Regions from separate parts of the Mus musculus genome. Here region 2 is linked to region 1. Evidence: chromatin contacts called from public promoter capture Hi-C data. All regions are on one chromosome and are shown on one strand. Each heading gives the region's core, a stretch centred on a gene start, on an enhancer-like site or on the middle of the called end of the contact. The rest is flanking DNA. Distances are from core to core; before and after follow the strand shown.

Region 1 (6,000 bases), core at 2,734-5,233:
ACATGTTACTTACTATCAACTTTTTGGGGAGGGTAGCATTTGAAACAACAGATTCTATATTAGTCATTTAAGCTCAAAGTTAAGGACTACTTCTGTATATGATGACTGTCCTAGTCACTGCTGGATTGCTGTGAAGAGACACCAAGACCAAGACAACTTTAATTGGGGGCTTTCTTACAGTTTCAGAGGCTTAGTCCATTATCATCGTGGTGGTAGCCAGGTGTAGTGTTGAGATCTAACCTGATCCAGAGAGAGGGGGAGGGTAGAAGAGAGGCTGACTGGCATGGACTTCTGAAACCTCAAAGCCAACCCCCAGCAATACATTTCCTTCTACCAGACCACACCTATTCCAACAAGGCAGCCCTTCCTAATCCTTCTCAAATAGTATTCAAATACGAGCCTATGGGGGCCAGTCCCATTCAAACCACCACAGTGACTATTATCTACGTCTTCAAGTGACATACGAGTTAATATACTTACAGTAGATTACTAATACTAACCACTCCTTTCTACGCGCCGCCCCCCCCCCCCCCCGTTTCTTCGAGGCGGGTTTTACTCTGAGACCCAGGATAGCCTGGAACTCATAATCTTCCTCCCTCAAGCTATCACATGCTGAGATAGCAGGCACATACCACCATACCTGGCATATTACTAACTTCTAAGAAGATAACAATTTTGAGGCTTTTTATATATTTATTTCTTTGCATGCATGAATGAAGAGTCAGTCAATGCTGAGTATATAAGCAGTTTTCCACACTTGGAAGGCAAACAATAAGGCCACAGGTTTGTAGAGTGGACCCTGAGACCAGGTCAGGGAAAACATGAGGTGCAGAATGTTCCAGAATACTGAAGCTTATAATACGATTTTTGCTTCATAGATCTTTGTGGCGATAATGAAACCAATGGTGTATAAAACTGTTGCCATCTTTGCACTTAAAACTATTACTAACATTGGTAGACAAATTCAAGGCCTCACACTCCTGCTAAAAAGAATCTCAGTTGTATTTTAGGATACTCTTGCACTAACTACTGTTTATTAAGCCTCAACTCTTCACTGTGGACGTACGGCCAGACACATACACCTCTGAACAATGGTGTTCCAGTGGAACTGACTGCACAAATCACAGCATCTGTCAAAGTGAATGAACTGTGAGCCAAAAAACACCTTTTCTCCTCCCTTTCTTTTCATTGAATACCTTTTTTTTTTTAAGAAATTAACAAATTTGTTTGATACTGGGTCTTACCACATACGCTGAGCTGGCCTTCAACTCTTGATCCTATTGTCCATGTCTTCAACGCTGAGATTACAGGAGTGTGTTGCTATACTTGATTATAATACTATTTTTAATGACAAACAAATCAGAATTATTCTGTTTGTCCATCCAGTTATAGTCTATGGGTTCAATTCCAGCACAACAAGAATTGTGGGTTTAGAATGCCAGTAGGTGTGTGAGGTGGATCATACTTGTTATCGCAGCAACTGGGAGGCTAAGACATGAGGACTGTGAATTCAAGGCCAGCCTGGGCTTTATAGAGCAAGACCCTGTCTCAAAAACAAAACAAAACAAACAAAATAACAAGCAAGCAAACAAGCAAAGCTATCCCCATTGAAGTAATCAAGTGAGACTGTCACTTCAAGGAAAAATACAAGGATGTAGTCACTAATAAAATTCCAGGCTTCCAATGAAAACTAGAATGTTGGAGAATAGGATCTACTACAGTGAGCACTTGAAGACTTCTAATAAAAATGGATGGTAACCCTGAGGAATGTAACATTAGACAGTATGTAATAAAATAGGTCAACATCAGAAAAACTCCATAGCACAGCCACTTATTCCCAAATGAACTGTGACTGGAGTTTCAAAATTATGCAGAGTACCCTCCCAATTTAAAGATACACCAAGTGAACTTAGCATAGCAGCATAAGTAGAGTCAGTGGTACACGCCCCGAACTCTACTCTGCAGCTCACCCTTAAAAAACCAAGCACTGACCATGGTTACTTTAGAAAGCTATTAAAATATTCTTCTCTTGGGCTGGAGAGATGGCTCAGTGGTTAAGAGCACTCACTGCTCTTCCAGAGGTCCTGAGTTCAATTCCCAGCAACCACATGATGGTTCACAACCATCTGTAGCGGGATCTGATGCCCTCTTCTGGTGTGTCTGAAGACAGCTACAGTATACTCATATAAATAAAATAAATAAAGCTTAAAAAAATTCTTCTCTTTCTACCTATATATGAATGTGAAGTAAGGTTTTCCTTCTTAAATCAAAATAAAATGGAGAAACAGCTTAAATGTACAGGTATGTGTAGTAATCAAGCCATTTTGTATTAAGTCACTCCAGCATCCACTGACAAGATAAATGGAAAAATACGCATATATTTATTACTACTTGATAAACATTAATCTTTATGAATGTCCCAGTTTTTTTTTTAAAGATTTATTTATTTATTATTATATGTAAGTACACTGTAGCTGTCCTCAGACACTCCAGAAGAGGGAGTCAGATCTCGTTAAGGATGGTTGTGAGCCACCATGTGGTTGCTGGGATTTGAACTCTGGACCTTCGGAAGAGCAGTCGGGTGCTCTTACCCACTGAGCCATCTCTCCAGCCCGAATGTCCCAGTTTTAATTGTATATGGTTAACTATCGGTAGATATAATCGACAACAACAAAATTAATGTTCCTAGGTTTTCAGCAATTTTTAAAGGTAAAGGGGTCTTAATATTAAAAAGTTAGAAAAGAGAGCTAGCAGCGTTATAATGGAAATTTATTCTCTCTTCTTGCTTTCCATTAAATGGAAAAAAGAACTTCATTTGACAGCTTTACCACTTCCAGCCTGGAGACCAGAAAACAACAAACCTTGCTCAAATAATGGTCACAGTCATCAGGTGAACTCTGAAGAATCACTATTGTCCCCTGGGTGCACAAGGGCTAAGGAACACAGTGATCCACGCAGATGAGTGGCAAAGCACAATAGAAAATGACGAAAAGCAGAAATGCTGATGGTTGAAATAGTTGTGTGCACATCTACAAACCCCACAAAGTTCTTTTTTCCCCGTTGAACTTTCACATGAAATTTCAGTGTAAGGCAGATTTGGCAATGGGAGGTGGTGGCGGCTTTGTTCCCGAAAACCCGGCATATCCGTGCAAAGAATTTAATTCTCTCACCATTTTGCTACTGGTCTGTTGCAGAGGGGTGTGGTTAGAGCGCTAGGAAGCAATTCAAACCGTGTCCAAGCAACAATTCTGGACCAAGTCAATTTGCCAGGTTAAGAGATCGAATGTTTTAAGGAAGGAGGGATATAAAAATGAAGTTAGAAAGCAAGGACGGAAATAAGTATGAAAACCAAAGCGGTCTCGGGTGTATATTAAACGCCTGGACCGCTAACAAGTGCATGAGGTGCGTACGAAAATGCTTGCTTTCTGGAGTCCACAGCTGCGGCACTCTCTGTATCAGGTCCGCAGGTCTGAAGGGCGCGTCGGTCTATCCTTCCGTATTTATTTTGGGTTGGGTCTGTGAACCCAACAATTCTCACAGACTGCGGCTGAAGCAATCCCAAACAAAGGGGAAAGGACGGCCTCCTGGGGGAAGCGGCAAGGGAAAGGTGGCCCCAGGTTGCTGCACCAGGTGTCCCTACAGAGTCCATCAAGCAGGCAGAGGGAAAGAACAGTCCCAGAGGCATCCTGGGTGGGTGTAGTAGGGCTGCACCAGGCCCCACGGCTGTCGTCGACAGACGACCCCACCCTTGCCCACGGTCAAGGTTAACCCGCCCACTAGAGTACCTGTGGAGGCCTCGCAGAGCCGAAAGGCACAGGGTGATCATGGGCAGGCCGGGAGGCCGGCAGCAGCTGGCGCGTGGTCCTCCGGCTTGGTAGGTGCAGGAGGCGGGCGGTGGAGTCTGCGAGCCCGGAAGCCGAGAGCGGGCAGAGCGGAGCAGACCAGATCTCGAGACTGAGGCCGCTAGCCAGCGCCCTCCCACGTGCTGCAGGCCCACGCCTACGCCGTGGCCCCGCCCCTAGCCCCGCCCCGCATCCGGCTCCGTCCCCGCCCCGAGTCCATCGCCCCGCCCCTCTCTCTGCCCCGCCTCCACCCCACCCCTCCGTGCCCTGCTCCGCCCCTGGGGCGGATCCAGCAAGCACTGTCGTCCGAGAGCCTTGCGAGCAGCCGGGTGGGCTGAGGGGGCGGCGGCGGCGGCAGCATTGGAGCGGGGGAAGTTTGGGAGCCGTGGCCCCCTCTGCGATCCAGAACACCGCTCAAGCCCCGAGGACCGCGGGGACAGGCGGACCCGCTTCCCGACGCCCCCGGGCCCGCAGCCGTCATCTCGTGTCCTCTCGTGGTAAGGGGCTTCTCTCTGGAAAGGGTGCGTCTCCCGCAGCCCCAGATGGAGGCCTGCACCGCGCACCCCCTGCAAACACTGTCTGGGCTGAGGCAAAGCCGGGGTACAACGGGGAGGGAACCATGGGGGTGGGAGGTGGATGTGATTGGAGATGTAGGAGGGGAAGCTTGGAGGAGGTTGGACAGCTCTCCCCACCCCCATTCTGTTTCCCTCTTCTGCCCCGGGTCCTTAGTCAGAGAGTGAAATAACCTCTCTGGCCTAGGGAGTAGATTCGCCTTTAAAAGAAGTACAAAGCTAATAAACATCCTAGAAGCGGGTACCACACCCTGGCTGTGAATTAGGGATCCCGGGGAGCAGATTGCTGATACGATTTAGTGGAAATAAGCCATTAATGCCACCTGGCCCTGCGCCACTGTTTGGATGCATAGTATTCCATGTGAATGAACGCGGCCAGGAGCTTCCAGCTTGTCCACGAGAGCACAGCTACTGCAGGCAGGGGCAGATCGGTTTGTACTATCTATCGGGTTAGACGGTGATTTCTGACCAGTGTACTGATTAAATAGAAACGCCGGGTTTTAACAATAACACTCAATGGTTGAATAACCTTTCCACAGAGCCTTGTCGTCAGCAAGTGACTCTTAACCTACAAAAGTAGTAGAGTATAAATGATTAATACATTAAAAAAAATCTCTTGGAATAAAGGAAGATGCTCTCACTATGGCTCACATTCTGAGTCAGCAGTACGAGATCTCCCTCAACTTAGAAGCGAGGCCTTTCAAGGGTGATTCTCCATATGTCTGCACTCCTATACTTTCTTGTATCTGTATCATATATGCTGTTAAGACACGGTGAGCTCTAGGCGTTGCTACACATGTTTTGAAAATCTGTCTTTGTTATTTTTATTTTTTTACTGATGCAAGCTTTAACATAGTTGAATAGTGCTGGGTCTGAATGAGCATGTGGAATACATGACTATAACCACTTGTGCTTTCTGGACCCTTTAAAGAGAGAAAAGTAATCAAGGTAATGAATATTTTTGCTTTTATTGCTTTGAACTTGGTGGATGACCCTTGTTATTTTCTTCTTCTTTTTTAATCAAGGAGATATTTAAGCGTCTAAAATGTCATCTGTGAAGCCCCTAGTTTATGCAGTTATTCGTTTCTTGCGGGAACAAAGTCAGATGGATGCATATACTTCTGATGAACAAGAAAGTTTGGAAGGTAGGCACCTATTGTTTGTGTCCTAATTTTGTAAAGAAATACTAAAATAGCTACAATCCAAAGCTTATGGTTTTTAATAACAAAATCAGAATATTTTGTTGAGAGGCTTAACTAGATATGTTATTTCCATTTTTTGAGGTTTGTTTTAACTAATAGGAAATAGGACTATTTGTCTACTGAAAAATTACTGTCAGAAGTATGTCATTCATATTTTAGGGAAGTTTTTCATCATGGGAACATTATCCCCAATGAACAGACTAGGAAATTAGATTGTTTAAGCAGCAGAACGGCTACCATGTAACAAAGCTGATGTTTACATTCAAATCTATACTTCAAAGATTTCCCCCTATTTTCCTAATAGCAAAGAATCTCATTCTGAACATACGAAAATACCTTAGTCATGGCAATAGCACCGTGTTAAAAACAAAACAACTCAGTAAT
Region 2 (6,157 bases), core at 625-3,124, 2.9 Mb after region 1:
AAGTTTTGAATTAACATGTAAGTCCTATATTTGTTAACATACTGCCAACCTACATTCACCAAAAAATAAAATGGCATTAGACAGCATAATGATTGCAAGAAAGTCATCTTCAGAGAATTGATAAAGCAAACTCCAATCCAAGTAAAGAAAGTATCCCTTTTCCGTTTGGTAACTTCTAAAGCTCTACAAGTTATAATGTATTTTCTCAAAAATATATAATACACAAAATAATCCTTCCAGTTACCAAATTACTTCAGCTGCAAAGAGGGAGAGAAAAAAAAAATCACTAACCACTTCCAACACATCATAAATAACAGGAAAACCAATCTACTCATGTATACTGATGTGACTTGATCAAATTTGGTAGAAACCAAGAAATGGGTGTTTTGGCCATGCCCTTATTAATTGCGGTAAAGGATGGTGAATAGGCCACAATTAAGTAAAAGGAATTGGGTACAAGTGAGATGCAGTCAAGAATCAATTCCTAACACTAGCATTTCATTCATCCCCTTCTACTCAGTTATTTCATTTACAATATGGATGATTTTCACTTTACACTTAGAAGTGATAAAAATATTTCCCCCCTACGAGGAACCTACAGCAACATCCATAAGCAGCCTATGGGTCTTTTTTTTTAAATGAATTAAACATGTCTCTTCCCCTCGCCTTACACTTCTCTCAGTTACCTCCCCAGGGTGTGAAAATATCAACATCCGGTCGCCCACCCTCTCAGGAGTGTCTCCCGTGGACTGCGTCCATCCTCTCTCCATCCTCTCCTTCCCTTTCAGTAGCATCACCTTGGTGAAGCGTACCGAGTATTTCTTTCCCGTTACTCCCCCACCCCTTTTCATGGCCGAGTGCAGCCTTCTCTGCACTTGGATCAGCAGAAGAAAGCAGCATGCTTGGGGGAGAACAGGCAAAGAGGCCTGACAACCGGATAGCACTTAACAACAACCGGATGGCTCCCCAATGGCCTCTGGCTGCCAGTCGGGTCTCTCGGTGCCGACATCCCCGATCTTCACGCTACCACCCTTTCCACGCCACCGAGGCAGAGACCGGTAAAAGGCAGAGTAGAGGCAGCGCGAGGCACGGGCAACCCTAACGGAGTCCCCTGGGGGGAGAGGACCGCGAACCCGGGAGCGGCTCCCGCCCTGCGGCCGGGGCCCCGCACTGCAGCGGCGCCCGGGCGGACCCCACGCCCGCCTCACCCGCACAACGCCGCACACAAAAGCGCCGGGCCGCCGCCTTCCCGCCCCCACAACCCGTAGAGCAATCAAAGGGGCAGCCGGCCCGACGCGGCCAGAGGCGCGGCTCACCATCGCTGCGCTTGATCTCCACGTAAATCCCGATCTGGATCTTGCCGAAGTTGGCCGTTGCCATCACCTCATCCGGAGCGGCGGCAGGCGGGCGAAACAGGCGGGGAGGGGGCGGGGTGGCGGCGGGAGGGGCAGCGGTGGCCCGCGTCCGCGCCGGTCCGGGAGGCAGCGTGGACGCGAGCGGGGCCGCGGCGAGAGCGGCGGCGGACGAGCGGGCTGAAGCCCCGGGCCTGCGGGCGGACGGGCGGACGGGCGGGCGGACGGGCGGGCGGGCGGGCGGGCGCGCACGCCGGGCGTCCGGGTGAAGCGAGGGCCGCAGCCGTGAGGCGGCGCGGGGGAAGAGTGGGAGGGCTCGCGCCGCCCGCCCCTACGGACGCTGGAGAGGCGGGGCGCCGCGCGCCTGCGCACACCCGGCGGCCCGCGGCTTCCTGCCGTGCGCCCGCGCGCTCGGGCTGCAGGCGGCCCCGCCCAGCTCGGCTGCGGCCTGGCGGCGGGCGGGGCTGAGCCGTCCGCGGGAACGGGAACGGGAACGGGAGCGCGCGCGGCCCGGCCGGGTACGAACCCGCGCCGGGTTTGATTCCGCACGCGGCGGCCTACGAGGCGCGGGAAACGACTCGCGACGTCCTTCCAGAGCTCCCGCTCCGCGTGCACGCTGCCGCAGGAACGGGTTGAGGGCCGAGTGGGATCGAGGCTTTCGGGGCGCGGGACTGAGGGGCACTGACCGATTAAAGAACTGGCTCAGTGCATTTCTGTGGCTGTCAGATCGCATGCCACTCCGGGGCAGCCGGTCCTTGAGGAACCTTATTAAGGCCGGGGCATGCCTGGTTCAGGCTTCCCATCAATTATGGAGGGTCGAAAGGGTGTCGTCCACCCTGAGTAGGAACGAAGACCTCCCCTTGCCCTTTACTTCCCAGCTCATTGCAATTCAAAGCGAAGCCCTCCTGGGCTACCAGCGGGCCTGTCCTGCTATCCTATTGCTTCAGTAGAGCTCAAGGCTTACTTGCCCTAGTCTCTAACTCCAGCAGCTATGACTCAAAATCAGAGCAGAGACTTGAAGAACGTTGAATAATGAGCCTCTTCTGCAGTCATGTGGCTGAGCTGACTACAGCAACATGGAGAGTGCCAAGCAGAGGGGGCCAGGTAGACAAGCGTGTAAACTGAAGTGTAACCTCCACCAGCTTTGTCGTAAATTCTTTGTAGAATGACTTACTACTCTCCTCAGTTACTCCCTGCCTGCCCATTCCTGCATCTTGGTTTCTTCATCTTCCCCCATGATCTAGGATAATATGATCTCTTCTCCTTCCCCCTGATTATTTAAATCTTCCTCTCACCTCCCTACATTTTTCACTTGTTATTTACTTTTTTTTTTTTTTTTTTTTAGATAGGGTGTCATTTGACCTAAGCTGGCCTTAACCATGCTATGTAGTGAGGATAATCTTGAATGCCTTACTGGTGTGAGCCATCACTTCTAGTTTATGTGGTACTGGGGATAGAATCCAGGACTTTGTACGTGATGAGAGCATTGTGGATGAGAATGGTTCATGTGCTTGAATACTTTGTCCCCATTGTTGGAACTGTTTGGGAAGGATTAGGAAATGTGCCCTTATTAGAGAAAGGGTTTCACTAGGATCAGGCGCTGAGGTTTCAAAAGACACCATTTAGAGTTAGCTTTCTAGACCTCTTACTTGTGCATCAAGAGGTGAGCGCTCAGGTGTTGAGGCCAGCATGCCTTTGTTCCACCATCATGGACTTCAAACCTAGGAAACCATAAGCACAGTGAAACACTTTTGTTTTGTCGGTTGTCTTGGTCATGGTGCTTTATCCCAGAAAGAGAGGCAACTACAACACCAACAAGCAAGTGTTCTACCAAGTGAGCTAAACTGCTAGCCCTGAAAGCCTACTGTCTTTGTAAAACCTGCTCCACCCACTCCAGCCTAGATGACTCTTCTGCCTAGGGATTCTTGCAAAGTGGTAAGTATCACTTTGTAAATAGACATGTTTGATCTATAACTATGTATACATAGGAACTTTTCTTTTTTTTCAAAGATTTATTTGTTAATATTTATATGAGTACACTGTAGCTGTCTTCAGACACACTAGAAGAGGATAGTAGATCCCATTATAGGAGATTGTGAGTCACCACATGGTTGCTGGAATTGAACTCAGGACCTCTAGAAGAGCAGCCAGTGATTAATGCTCTTAATCGCTGGGTCTTGCGCGCGCTCGACTGGCCAGGAAGAACGACGCTGCAACAGGATCCTTCTGCACAAGTTTATTGGGAGAGCTTGATTGTAGAGGCGAAGAGACCCCGAGCCCAGAACTGGTGCTGCTTTTATAGGCCTAGGAGAGGCGTGTCTCACACCCGGATTGGTTATGCACTACGCCTCATTTGCATGTTCCTTATCTGATTGGCTACTCTCTCTCTCTGTACCTCACAGAGCCTCATTATCATACCTCATTTGCATGTCTCACATCTGATTGGTTACTCTCTCAGTACCTTACAGAACCTCATTATCATACCTCATTTGCATGTCTCACATCTGATTGGTTATACTCTCAGTACCTTACAGAACCTCATTATCATGCCCGGGCCAGGCAGTGTCTTTGCAAAAAACTTTACTGCATATGTACACATTGGTTGTTTGTCCAAACTTATGCGTGGTGGCCAGCAGTAGTCAGTGCCACTCTGCAACGGCACATGTGGCTTCCCACAACTGGGCCTCTCTCCAACCCTTCCTCATCACCTCCTCCTCTCTCTGTCTCTGTCTCTGTCTCTGTCTCTTTCTCTGTCTGTCTGTCTGTCTCTCTCTCTCTTTCTCTCTCTCTCTCTCTCACACACACACACACACACACAAATTCTTATTGCATGGAATAATCCTGGACAGAACCAACTTAAGGGGAGAGAAGTTTAGTTTTGCCCAGAATTCAAAGGATACAGTCCATTGTGGTGCGGAAGACATGTCAGTGGGAGTGTGTGACAGAGGTACCTCACCTGTTGGAAGATCAGGGAGCAGAGAATGGGACTGGTCCCTGGGCTGAGATATAGCCTCAAGTTTTGTCCATTGGTCAATATCTACCAGCTAAGCCCCATGTTCCAAAGGTTTCCATAGTCTACCGAAACAGTACCATCCAGCTGGATGAAGACCGTGTGTGCCAAAGCCCCATGGGGCCTGTGTCATATTCAAACCATAGCATTATGGTCATTTGTCCTCCATGTTTAAAGTTCTGAAATGCCAATGGAACATAGGTCGCATAAAGTAATATAAAAGTAACTTTTACTCTCTTGTAATAATTGTCATCTCGGAGGCTTACTGCTTCCGACTGCTAACCTGTGCCTTGTCCCAGGAGCTTCTAGCCTCCTTACAATCTAATCTAGACCTAGCGTGTTTTCAGCCCCTGAGACTTTGTGCCGACTAAGCGACTAAGCTCACCCTTCCTTTTTCTTTCTGATCTCTGGCCGGCTGTTTTGTCTCAAACTCCTCTCAAGCTCACTGATTCAATCTGGCTTCTCTGCATGTCTGGCTTTTTGCTCTGCTTGGTCTTGAACTATCTTTGGCAATCTTCTGGCTCCTTCTCATTCTCTGGCTCATTCTATCTTCACCTGTGTCTAGCTTGTTCTCTCTTCAACCTGTCTCTGTAAAACTGTCCTAGGAAAACTGCCCTCTTCTTTCCAATTCTCTTTTTGTGCTGCTCTGTTCTCCCTCTCAATTCTGTCTTGTTCTCCACAAACTACTGTGTTCCTGTACCACACTCCCCTCCTCCTGTGCTCTCGGTCTCTCCCTCAAGTGGCTTCCTTTTCCTCTCTCTTCTCATGAGAGTTGGGCAGATCTTATTGTGTCAGATCTTTCTCTGACTCATCATTTTTCTGTCCTCTCAATGAGACATCACTTACAAACTCGGATGCTTCCTTCTCCCAACGAACTTTCCCTTCATTGTCTGAGATTAAAGGTGAATACTAAGGGCATGTCTGTATTCCAGCCAGAGGGATTAAAAATGTGTGCAAAGGGCTGAGCCACACCCTAACTAGAAACAGTTTCAAATATCCTTTCACAAAGTAACATGCTGTTAACATTAAGTAGTATAAATGTACTTAAAGCATTTCGGATTCAGTTTTCTGTTAGAATTCTGAGGTTTTTTGCTTGACTTCATTTGTGTTAGTTTCTAGTAAATAAGGAAGTAAACTTGCTTGGGTGTTTTGTATGATACTCATCATATTTATCTAATATCATTAAAAATAGTTTATTATAAAACAAAGTGGAAATGTATCAACATTGGGCTTTTATCCAACAACCCCACCACCACCACCACCATAAAGAAATTGATACATTTTTGTTTTTCCGTTTTCACTCTTTGGTTTTGTATTGTTTACATTTTGTTCATCCCCTAGATTTGCCGGCTTTTTGAGATGAGATCTTCGGTAGCCCAAACTATCCTCACTATGGAGGTAAGGACAACTTGGAATTCCTAATTCCTGTCTCATTTTCCTACCTGCTCTTGTTGCATCTATGTGCCACTGTGGTTGACTTATTTTGATGTCCCCCACCAAATCTTTCATATGGTATTTGAACTAAGCCGAGTTAACAATCTTTTTGTCCTGTATTGGTTTTTAGTTTGGGGTTTTGTTGTTTGTTTGTTTGTTTGTTTTAGTGGGGTTTAGTGTTTGGTTTCATTTTGGTTTCCATCTATCATACCTTCTGTATCTTTGCTATGGTTTGAATGTGGGATTTTTTGTGTTGTTTTGTTTTGTTTTGTTTTCCCACTACAAAGATTCTTGTGATTGGTGGTTGGTCCCCAAACTAAAGTCATTGTGGTGGTTGGAATTCTGAGCTGGGACCTGGTAG

Evidence for each region. Capture Hi-C pulls out chosen DNA fragments and counts their contacts.
Region 2: a contact with region 1 is called in a promoter capture Hi-C map of liver, with 4 times the contacts expected there. The contact joins the promoter of 3830408C21Rik here to the promoter of Nln in region 1. A contact is called at or near these places in 3 of 39 promoter capture datasets (hippocampal neurons, liver and pre-B cells), 1 of 484 Hi-C or Micro-C datasets (CD4 T cells), 2 of 115 datasets of contacts at active chromatin or transcription factors (astrocytes and forebrain) and 3 of 9 other capture datasets (adipose tissue, embryonic stem cells and liver).

What each region holds. Positions count from the first base shown.
Region 1 is chr13:104,105,631-104,111,630 of GRCm38.p6, forward strand. Nln (neurolysin (metallopeptidase M3 family)) reads right to left here and starts at 3,984. Exons shown (of 13, transcript NM_029447.2): 1 at 3,786-3,984. The coding sequence starts at 3,826. Sgtb (small glutamine-rich tetratricopeptide repeat (TPR)-containing, beta) reads left to right here and starts at 4,111. Exons shown (of 11, transcript NM_144838.2): 1 at 4,111-4,339; 2 at 5,440-5,559. The coding sequence starts at 5,460.
Region 2 is chr13:107,020,696-107,026,852 of GRCm38.p6, forward strand. It overlaps 3830408C21Rik (RIKEN cDNA 3830408C21 gene), which reads left to right and starts at 1,875. Exons shown (of 4, transcript NR_015471.1): 1 at 1,875-3,287; 2 at 5,704-5,760. It overlaps Kif2a (kinesin family member 2A), which reads right to left and starts at 1,660. Exons shown (of 21, transcript NM_001374727.1): 1 at 1,317-1,660. The coding sequence starts at 1,380.